2 separate regions of the Lactuca sativa genome follow, and region 2 is linked to region 1. The links are chromatin contacts, called in public Hi-C maps. All regions are on one chromosome and are shown on one strand. The core of a region is the stretch at or near the end of the contact, and the rest is flanking DNA. Distances in the headings are between cores, read along the strand shown.

Region 1 (4,722 bases), core at 853-3,352:
ATATAACTACATTATACACGTAATAAAACTTTTTTACCATATATATATATATATATATATATATATATATATATATATATATATATATATATATATATATATATATATATATATATATATATATTAGGTAAAAAAGTTTTATTACGTGTTATATTTATATATGAATGATATCTAAACTGTAAAAAAGTTAAACATACGTTTTATTTATAAATGAATAATGAATGTACTGCAATAAAACTCTGATCGATTTTTTATTCACTTATGAATAACGAGAGATAAAACTCTAAAAAAATAAATTTTTTATGTATCTTAAAACTATATCAATATAGATGTATATTTATAAAGAATAAAAAATTATGAATTTTGATATATTTAAAATATTTTTTTGATAAAAATAGCTTTCTAATTTCAGTCGACACTATGCAAAAAGGTGAAAAGTGATTGCAATATAGAGGGAGAATGAGGATGCAACAGTTTAATGTCCCTAACGGAGTTGGGGTTTTCTCCCAAACGACGTTCATGAGCTTCTAGTTATGCAAGTGGTAACCGACCTATTAAAAGAAAACTGGTTAATAGGTAAAAACACAACATTTAATGCAAGTTTGAGACAAAAACAGACACAAATTCGAACTTTGGGTAAACCTGACAATTTCATACAAATTTGAAGGTTTTTATGGCATCGACCCTTTTGATAACTTATTAAACTTCAAATTAGTTTTTGCATACATTGAATTTATTAAGTTGATGGGTCGGGGATGAGTCGAGGATAAACTCAAAATCTAAAGAGGAGGAGATTCGAGTCCCCCCAGATGGTGGGGTCGATGTTAGAGACGAAGACATAGATGGTCAATCTTTACCCCATTTCCATCCCTAAGACCTTAACAAAAATCACACAATTATTTGTTCCCGCCGCATTGTGTCCGCTGCCGCAAACCTCTATTGCTCTCTTAGGCGGACCCAAAAATTGTTTTTGATGGGGGCAATTTCTTTTCGGTGGTTTCATATTTTCCGAAGCCAATTTTTGACCGAATTATTTATTTGATGCAAATTTTAGTATTTTAACATTTTTTTACTGAAAAAAGTTAATATACCATCTATCTACAATCTTTTAGCATATTTAAACAAAAGGGCATGAAGACAAAAAGGAAAAAAAAATCATCTCGCACATTGCATGTGGTATATGAGTGTAGACATTGTTGGTATATAAACAAAAAGATGCAAAGGAATTTATGCAGATTCATGTGAATGAAATCGTATAGGTTTGGTGGGGCTTATAAAAAGATCAAAACTCTAAACTTTAGTTTAAATATTTTATTTCTATTTCTAATATATTTTGAGGGGACAATTTGCAAACTTACTAGGAAAATTCATAAATTTTTTAGAAGTGGTTATTAATTTTGTGGGGTGGCTTCTCACACTTCCCCTAGTATAGGTCTGTGCTTTTTACTGACATCTTTTTTTGGTTAATAATCTTTTTATTTTATATGATGTTATCGACAAACCAACATCATAAAAACAAAATTGTCCATTTATCTTGTCGTTCATCAAAGTTGGACATCTGTGAGTTTAAATCTTATAATTGTCGTTGGACATCCGGTGTAAATGTAATTTCACACATTAAAAACTAGGCTTTCATTGTAGCACTATTTTATCATAAAATATAATATTTTGATCACAATTGACATATTGATTAGAGATAATGACATAAAAATCTTTAAATTTGTTAAAAATAATAATTGTTTTACCCTAAAATTGTTTTTTAGTGTGTATATACTTAAACTTTGAAATGTTTTTGTCATTTATTTGAAGTTCCATTCTAATACATTTGTTTAGACCTGAACAAGATTTCATGTCCTTTAAAACATCCCTGATATGATGATGAATTTTGGTACCGTATATTAAATTTGGGATGTTACATTTTAAAATTTAAATACTTTTTTTTACATTTTGAGGGGTGGAGATTTTATCCAATTTTTATTTTGCTAGGCCCATAGAAAAGTAGAAGGATATTTATTTTTTATTTTATTTATTTTATTTTTTTTACTACTCGGAGCTTCAATATATTTCAAAATCGAAGAGATGTCTACGGAGAAGCTTCCATACATGTCAAAATCAAGAATACGAGGAAGAGGAATCCACAGGGAATGGAGCGGTGATACAGCTACTATTGAAGGCCCAAAAATGTTTTCAGTTAGGCTGGAATAGGCCCAGATACAAAGCCCGAATTCTAAAACCCTTGGTCTTCATCTTCTCAGGCAAAATCTCCGATTCACCCACACACTGAATCGATCTCCGATAATCTTTCCACCAGTTTGTATGAAAAAGCGTTGATAATCCGAGGCTTACATAGAGGAAAGTATGCAGAGATCCTCTAGAATCTTATCTCGATTTCTTCCTTCAAATCGAGGTTATTGCACATCATCAAAAGGATCTGAAAATGATAAGATCGTAGCGTCCGTGCTGTTTGAGAGGCTTCCGGTTGTTATTCCTAAAATCGACCCCGTCGTCTACGGTTTTCAAGAATTCTCGTCAGTTATCCCTATCCTTAAATTCATATGTATTTGTATGCACATTGTTTTCAGAAAAGTCACCACCTGAGTTAAGAAATTAGGATTCCCTTCTACGTTTCAGGATTCAAAAAGTAGATTAGTTGTTAACTTGCAGAATCGGTAAGATTCAGAGGACCAAATGAAAACTACTTCAATTTGTTAGAATCGATGCAAATTTGAATCGAAAACTAGTATGCTTAATTAACAAAGAGCGTTGTGATTGTGCTGTTCATTTCCATTTCATTTTCATCTGCAAGTAATTCTTATATCATCATGAAATTATGCAGCTTTCGTTGGAGACAGCAGTTTCGTCGTGCATACCCAGAAGAATTTCTTAAAAAATCTGATGCTAGGTAATTTTGCACACTAGTTTACATGTCTTCATTACTATAAATTCCAATGTCATAACATTTTAACTTGTTATTAGGGGTAAGGGTGAATACCACATTGATTTCGTACCAGCTCCTAGGATCACAGAAGCTGACAAAACCAATGATAAAAGGTACATGTAAATGTAATTGCTTGTTATATTATTTGCTTCTTTTTCTTTGATACTTAAACTTAAATTATGGATTTTGTGCAACTATTATGAAGGTCACTGCAAAGAGCTCTTGATAGAAGGCTATATCTTCTTCTTTATGGTGATGCATATGGTAGTCCAAAAGGGCAGCCTGTATGGCACTTTCCTGAAAAAGTTTACAAGTCTGAAGAGACCTTACGCAAGGTAATTCTGTGAATTTCTTTGCATATTTGAAACGATTTTGTGGTATTGATTAAAAAAAATGTTGTTTCAGTGTGCAGAATCTGCACTAGAATCTGTTATTGGAGACTTATCTCATACATACTTTGTTGGAAATGCTCCAATGGGTCATATTGCAACGCCACCATCTGAGAAAAATAAGGATAATTCATCTTTTAAGGTATGTGAGTTATGGGTTTTGTTTGTTGGCTTTTTAGTGTGTTCTTCACTCTTATGAATTTTGTTTGTTTGTTTGTTCAGAGGTTTTTCTTTAAATCTCAAGTGGTTGCAACAAATAAGTTGGATATCAAAAGCAAGGATTTTGTGTGGGTAACAAAGGACGAGTTGTTGGAGTACTTTCCTGAGCATAGCGAATACCTGACAAGAATGATCATCAGCTAGCTGAATCCAAGGGTCCAGATTGTTCCAAGTCAAGATTTTTAAACAGTGCAATAATTTGGTTGAAATTCATGCTCATTATCAATGCAATGCATATGCATGTGTTTTTAGTTGTAGGTTTGTATTTTTGAAACTGCAAGAACTCTGTGGGTTATACCGCATTAGAGGATCCAAAACCCTGGTTTTTGTTTTGATGCGAAAGAATGTTGAAATATAGCCACTGTATCCGTTTTCTAAGATTATCTGTTAGTTCTTCTGTTGAGTTTACAAAACAGTGTTTCAGCAATTCATCTCATTCAAGGACAAAAATAAAGAAAAAACTGTTGGCCCATTTTTATACTTGTTATCAATAATGAGTGCAAATAATCATCACCTGTGCCTTATTTAAAAAGTGGATTGATTGACTTGCGTGTAAGTTACCTCATCAATTTATATGTCTTACTTGAAGTTAATATGATGGGATATTTGGTCTTAAAAGCATTTATAAAAGAAGTTGAAAAAAAAGACATTTCTAGTTTGGGAGATTTAGAGTGTTATGACTAGAATTGGTAGTGGTTGGTTGCATTAGCAATGCAATAGGAAGAGTTGCGGTCGGTCTTGACCACAGAACCGGTTGTCGTGGTGGTGCAAGCAATCTGTCTCGAGCCTCTGCCAGCTGGTCACCCCTTAAACTCCCCCTCATTCTCCTAACCGGCATCACATCTCCAGTAGGTGGTGGAGCCTGTTGAGGTTGAGATCCAACAGGTGGTGGTGTAGATATGGTTGTACTTTGAGCTTGCTCGGTTGTACCAACATCAGGTTGAGATGGATCAAGATCGGTGTAGTGTTGTTGCTCTCCTCCTCCCCTCAGGTGCTCGAAAGCTAGAGCAACAGTTGTACTTTGAGCTTGCTCAGTTGTACTTGGACCAGCATCGGCTTGATCGGTCGTATGCAAACTCTGTATGTACAACACACATAATAACAAGGAGCATGAGTTGTGACATACAAGGCTAAAATGGTCATTCAGTCCAGAAAAGGTCACACAACCTGTGAAGG
Region 2 (4,722 bases), core at 1,108-3,607, 150 kb before region 1:
TTAATTCTTTTATTGGCTATCAATTCAAGTGATCAGATTCACGTTCGTTGCACTAATCCTTAGAGAACAAACTAACTCAAACAGTGGCCAGTTGTCTAATTTAATTCAATTCACTAGGTTATTTATTCGGGTTAATTTAGACTTGTAATAGTTAACTAATTTGGTCATTTTGTTAACCTCTTGCTGATGTTCATCAAACAAATTCACACATGAATTTACCTAATTTTCTTATTAATTCTAGTTTCACGTTCGTTATTCCTAGACATATGATAAAGTGGTTACATAAACATATGAGGTTGACAACTAAGAGATGTTCATGCAGCTCAATTATCTTCCTATTAACAGAAAAATATTTATCATTCACACATAAGGTTCTTTAACAAGCTAGAATCAACAAAATCACAAATATTAAATCAATCCTACCAATAATCAAACGATAATCACAGAATCATCTATCATAAACATAAGTTATGAGTTTTTAGCTCATATCTACAGCAAATAACAAACTAAAAACATAATCTAATGATTGAAACATGGTTTATGCAAAAGATTAAGATAAAAGTAATGTGTTATTGCCTTTGATCTTCTTCCAAATTGATATCTAGGTTGAAATCTCGAAAACCACAGCTTCTAAGAACCCTTCTGGCCTCCAAAAATCGTCCTAAACTTCCCCCATTCGTTAGGGTTTGAATGAGAAGCGTTTCTCTCTCTCTCTCTCTCTATATATATATATATATATATATATATATATATATATATATATATATATATAATGAAGACAGGGGCTACTCGGCGAGTCCAGTGACCTACTCGCCGAGTCCATCACTTAAAATCCCGTATGCGGCAAGGCAAAGTCAAGAATCGCGAAACTTCTGATCAACTCGTCGAGTTGATGGCCTACTCGTCGAGTCCGTTTGGAATCAGCATTTTCTCAAAACACGAAAGTCGTCCGAAATTGTGTCTAGTTTTCAGAACTATTTGAATCTCGTCAATCGGAGTTACGGTTCATGAGATATGGCCAAAACACTGACGAGGGGTCAAGCTGTCTAGCAACATCCTTCTTTCTTCAAAATCCAAGATCCAAGCGTCCAATCGCCAATTCCACTTCATTTTCCACCCGAGCATGTCATTGTTGCTGAAAAATGAAATTCTAAACTAATTAAGCACCTTTTGTTCATTAAATGAGATAAAATCAACATAAAGTATTAAGATAATGCATGAATTTTATAACTAAATATGCCCATATCATTAATATTCAAGATTTGTCACATGCCATTTTGCATATCGAGAGTTATGTTTAGAGAGTGTCTAGATGAATCGATTTTAGGCTTTGACCGGGAAGACATCGGCCGATAAGGGAGTAAGCCCAGAGTGGGGAAGGACTAAGTGTTTTGTTTGAAGGATCAACAATCAATTTGATTTTGATGGGTTCTATCACAATAGGTCGGAGAAAGTTGCAGTGTAAGTTAGTTGGATTTTCAGTATTCAAGATTGTTAAGATCTTTTATGGTGAAAAGGATTAAGGGGTTGATCAGAAGTAGGTGTAGGGTGAGTTGTTGATAGATTCATGCTTTCAAGGTTGTGCACGTGGTTCTCGCATCAAAAGCTTCTAGTCAAGGATCTCGTTGTAATCGAATGTCCCTTTTGGGAGAATGAAATATAATTAAGAAGATTGTGTGTTGCTCAGATTGGATATCAATTGAAGGGTTGGTTGGCTCGTTAAACTGATCGTTATCATTAGTAACAGTAGAGCTAGAGCTATGTTGGTTTATCAATATACTTTAGGGTGTAATATATGCACTTTTGCACGAGCTTAGGTATAATGGACGAGACTGCTCAAGAATTATCAACTAGTATACTTTGACGATGCTATGGGTGCAACGATCATTCTTCAAGTGTTGAACAACGACTATTTTTGACCCATGAATAAAGTGTGAGAGTAGCGTTGACCATTTTTCTGGAAGGACTTGGATCTACGTAGAATCCCATTTATGTGGGTCGCGCCAGTAAGGTTGGAAAGGAGTCACTTTGATCTCGGTTGTGATAACATTCAAGAAGTTTGGTTCAATCAGTGGAGCAATTGTATGATAGATTTGATTGTTTAAATTGAAAACATTTCTTGGAAAATGTTTATGGATGAGATGTTTATTAATATGGACCGGCCAACCAGAAAACGAATCCAAATTTATTTCCGAAACGGTCCATTCCGAAAAAATGATTATTTTACAAAAAATAATTTAAAAATGGATTTTTTTTTTTAAAACATACAAAAAAATGGTTTGTTACTCGACTTTCCTTTATTTTTACTTTCATAAAAGGAAATCAAATATCCACCGCTGTCACCGCAGGTCGAGAGGGCAATAAGGTCATTACGCTTACCGCTTTCTTCATTGTAGTCTTCGCGGTCAGGCTCCGTCTACTGTTCTTCAATCTGTTTTCTGCACCCGGTCGATCTAATATTTCAACTTAAGAACACGAAGAAGAAGGATTTCTTTCAGGAAGATCAAAGTAGGAGTCTGTGCTTAACTTGATCTCCAACGAGGTTTATTGTTTATAGCCAATCTCTTTATCGAACCATTAATCCCCTCATTCGATGTAATTCAATCATATTGTAAGATTTTGCTAGGGTTTTTCTATGATTCTATCTGGTTTTAATTTAAAATGGAGAAGTAGCTTCATGCCCAGAGAGATCTACTAATATTTGAAATGGCGACTTCAAAAATTGAAATTGAGGTGGAATTGGGTGATAGTTATGTTAGTGAATTTCAGTTTTAAGATATCGATTTTACAATCTCGAGGCTTACTGAAATTTCTGTAGTAGTATGGAATTTTACGATTATTTAGTATGATCTGGTTAAATATTGCAATTAGGTTCAATTTAAATTCTTAGGTAATGCCTGGGGAGTTTGTTCACTAGTGGTTTTTCTTTATACTAGTCAATAACGGGTCTAATGTGCTTAAATTCGAAATGGAAGTAGCTCTATGACCATCGAGATCTGCTAATATGTGAACCTGTAACTTTATGAATTATGATTGAAATTGTGGTGGAATTGGGTGAGAGTTTTGTTATTTGCTTTCAGTTTTGAGAAATGAATTTAACAGTATTTAAAGTATCCGAAGTTTGTTTACTAGAATGGGATCTTACGATTATTTAGGATGATCTGGGTACAGCTTTTCAATTAGGCCCAGTTTAACTTTGCCTGTCATCCCATTCCAGTATGTGCGTTCAATACCAGCTAATAACAATTCTGTCAGTTTGAATATGAAATGGAGACATAGCTTCATGACCAATGATATGAGAAACTTAAACTTTATATTTCGGTGATTATCTCATTTTAAATTGTAGCTTCAAGATATGGATTCATACAATCTTGGAAGTTACTGAATTTGTTTACTAGAATGAGATTTTATGATTATCTAGGATGATCTGGTTAAAACGTTATCTTATATTCTAATTGTGACATGACATCAATGTAAAGTTCATCATGATAAATTTACAAAAGGCTAAAGGGAGTATGCATGTTTCTTTCTTTCAGATGAAAGAGATTAGAGATGGAACAAAAAGTAACAAAATATCTCAACCACTTGTTTTAGACATAGAAGACTTCAAGGTAAAGCTTCACAATCTTATGTTTTTGTGTGCATGGTATCTAATCGGTGCATGTATTACAGTTTTTTATACTCAACGCCATTGCTACCTTGTCCTATTTGTTTTGTGAAGGGCGACTTCTCTTTCGATGCTTTATTTGGAAACTTAGTAAATGAGCTTCTGCCATCTTTCCAAGAAGAAGATGCTGACTCATTAGAAGCAAATGGTAATATTAATGGGAATGATGCTTTGCCTAATGGAAGGGCAGGGCAAGGTCAAGGGCAAGGGCAATTGACTCCTTTATTTCCAGAAGTAGATGCTTTATTGTCAATGTTCAAGAATTCCTGTTCGCAGTTAGTCGAAATTCGGAAACAGGTATATATTGATTGCATAACATTATTTTTATTTTGTTTTGTTGCATTTATGCACTAAGCAATTTAATCTCCTCAACACATTTTTGTATGTTTGTTAAAGGTTGATGGAAAACTATTTAATCTCAAAAAAGATGTTTCTGCACAAGACTCTAAACATAGGAAGACGCTTGGTGAGGTAAATCATTAATCTCATTTTCTGAATGTTTACTTCAGTATTTATGTGCTTTTCATAAGTTAAAAAGTATCTTTGAGTGACCAGATAAGGTTTTATTACGGATTTAATAGTCTGGAAGTTGAAATTTTCATCAATAGATTGGCCTCAACAAATTTCTGGAACTTTTTAGGTTGGATTTGTTTTTTAACTGGGTTAATGTCACTAAATTGTATCAGAGTTTCAACTTTGTTCCACCCAGGTACCTCGAACTTTATTTGAAGAGGTTTTACCACTCAAGTTTTGGTTTTGTTTCATTTATCTGAAACTTCAGTTCATAATTTTGTTGTTCCATTCCTGAACCCTATGAACTTTGTAAACCAAGTTCACCTTCTACATGTAGTTACAGTAAACCATATTTGAAATAGTTTCTTCTTTTTCTAATGCCACATATTTCTAATCAAAACCCACATAAGTTTATTTATGTCACTATTTTTAATAAAGACAACTATCTAAAACAATACTAATAGTTTTAACAAAAAAGTATTAAAACTGCATGATTTTTTTGACACTGGGTGGAACAATACCTAGGTGGAACAACCATGAAA

The links. A called contact is a pair of places that touch in the nucleus more often than the background predicts.
Region 2: a Hi-C map of leaf shows a contact between it and region 1, with 9 times the contacts expected there. The contact joins the promoter of LOC111894596 here to the promoter of LOC111894550 in region 1. A contact is called at or near these places in 3 of 4 Hi-C or Micro-C datasets (leaf and seed).

What each region holds. Positions count from the first base shown.
Region 1 is chr7:3,975,050-3,979,771 of Lsat_Salinas_v11, reverse strand. LOC111894550 reads left to right here and starts at 2,102. Exons shown (of 6, transcript XM_023890622.3): 1 at 2,102-2,528; 2 at 2,837-2,902; 3 at 2,977-3,051; 4 at 3,144-3,273; 5 at 3,344-3,469; 6 at 3,550-3,924. The coding sequence starts at 2,359. The coding sequence ends at 3,690. LOC111894549 (E4 SUMO-protein ligase PIAL1) reads right to left here. Exons shown (of 16, transcript XM_023890620.3): 15 at 4,714-4,722; 16 at 4,152-4,624. The coding sequence ends at 4,199.
Region 2 is chr7:4,127,962-4,132,683 of Lsat_Salinas_v11, reverse strand. LOC111894596 (exocyst complex component SEC10b) reads left to right here and starts at 2,357. Exons shown (of 25, transcript XM_052765217.1): 1 at 2,357-2,542; 2 at 3,537-3,611; 3 at 3,722-3,964; 4 at 4,064-4,138. The coding sequence starts at 3,537.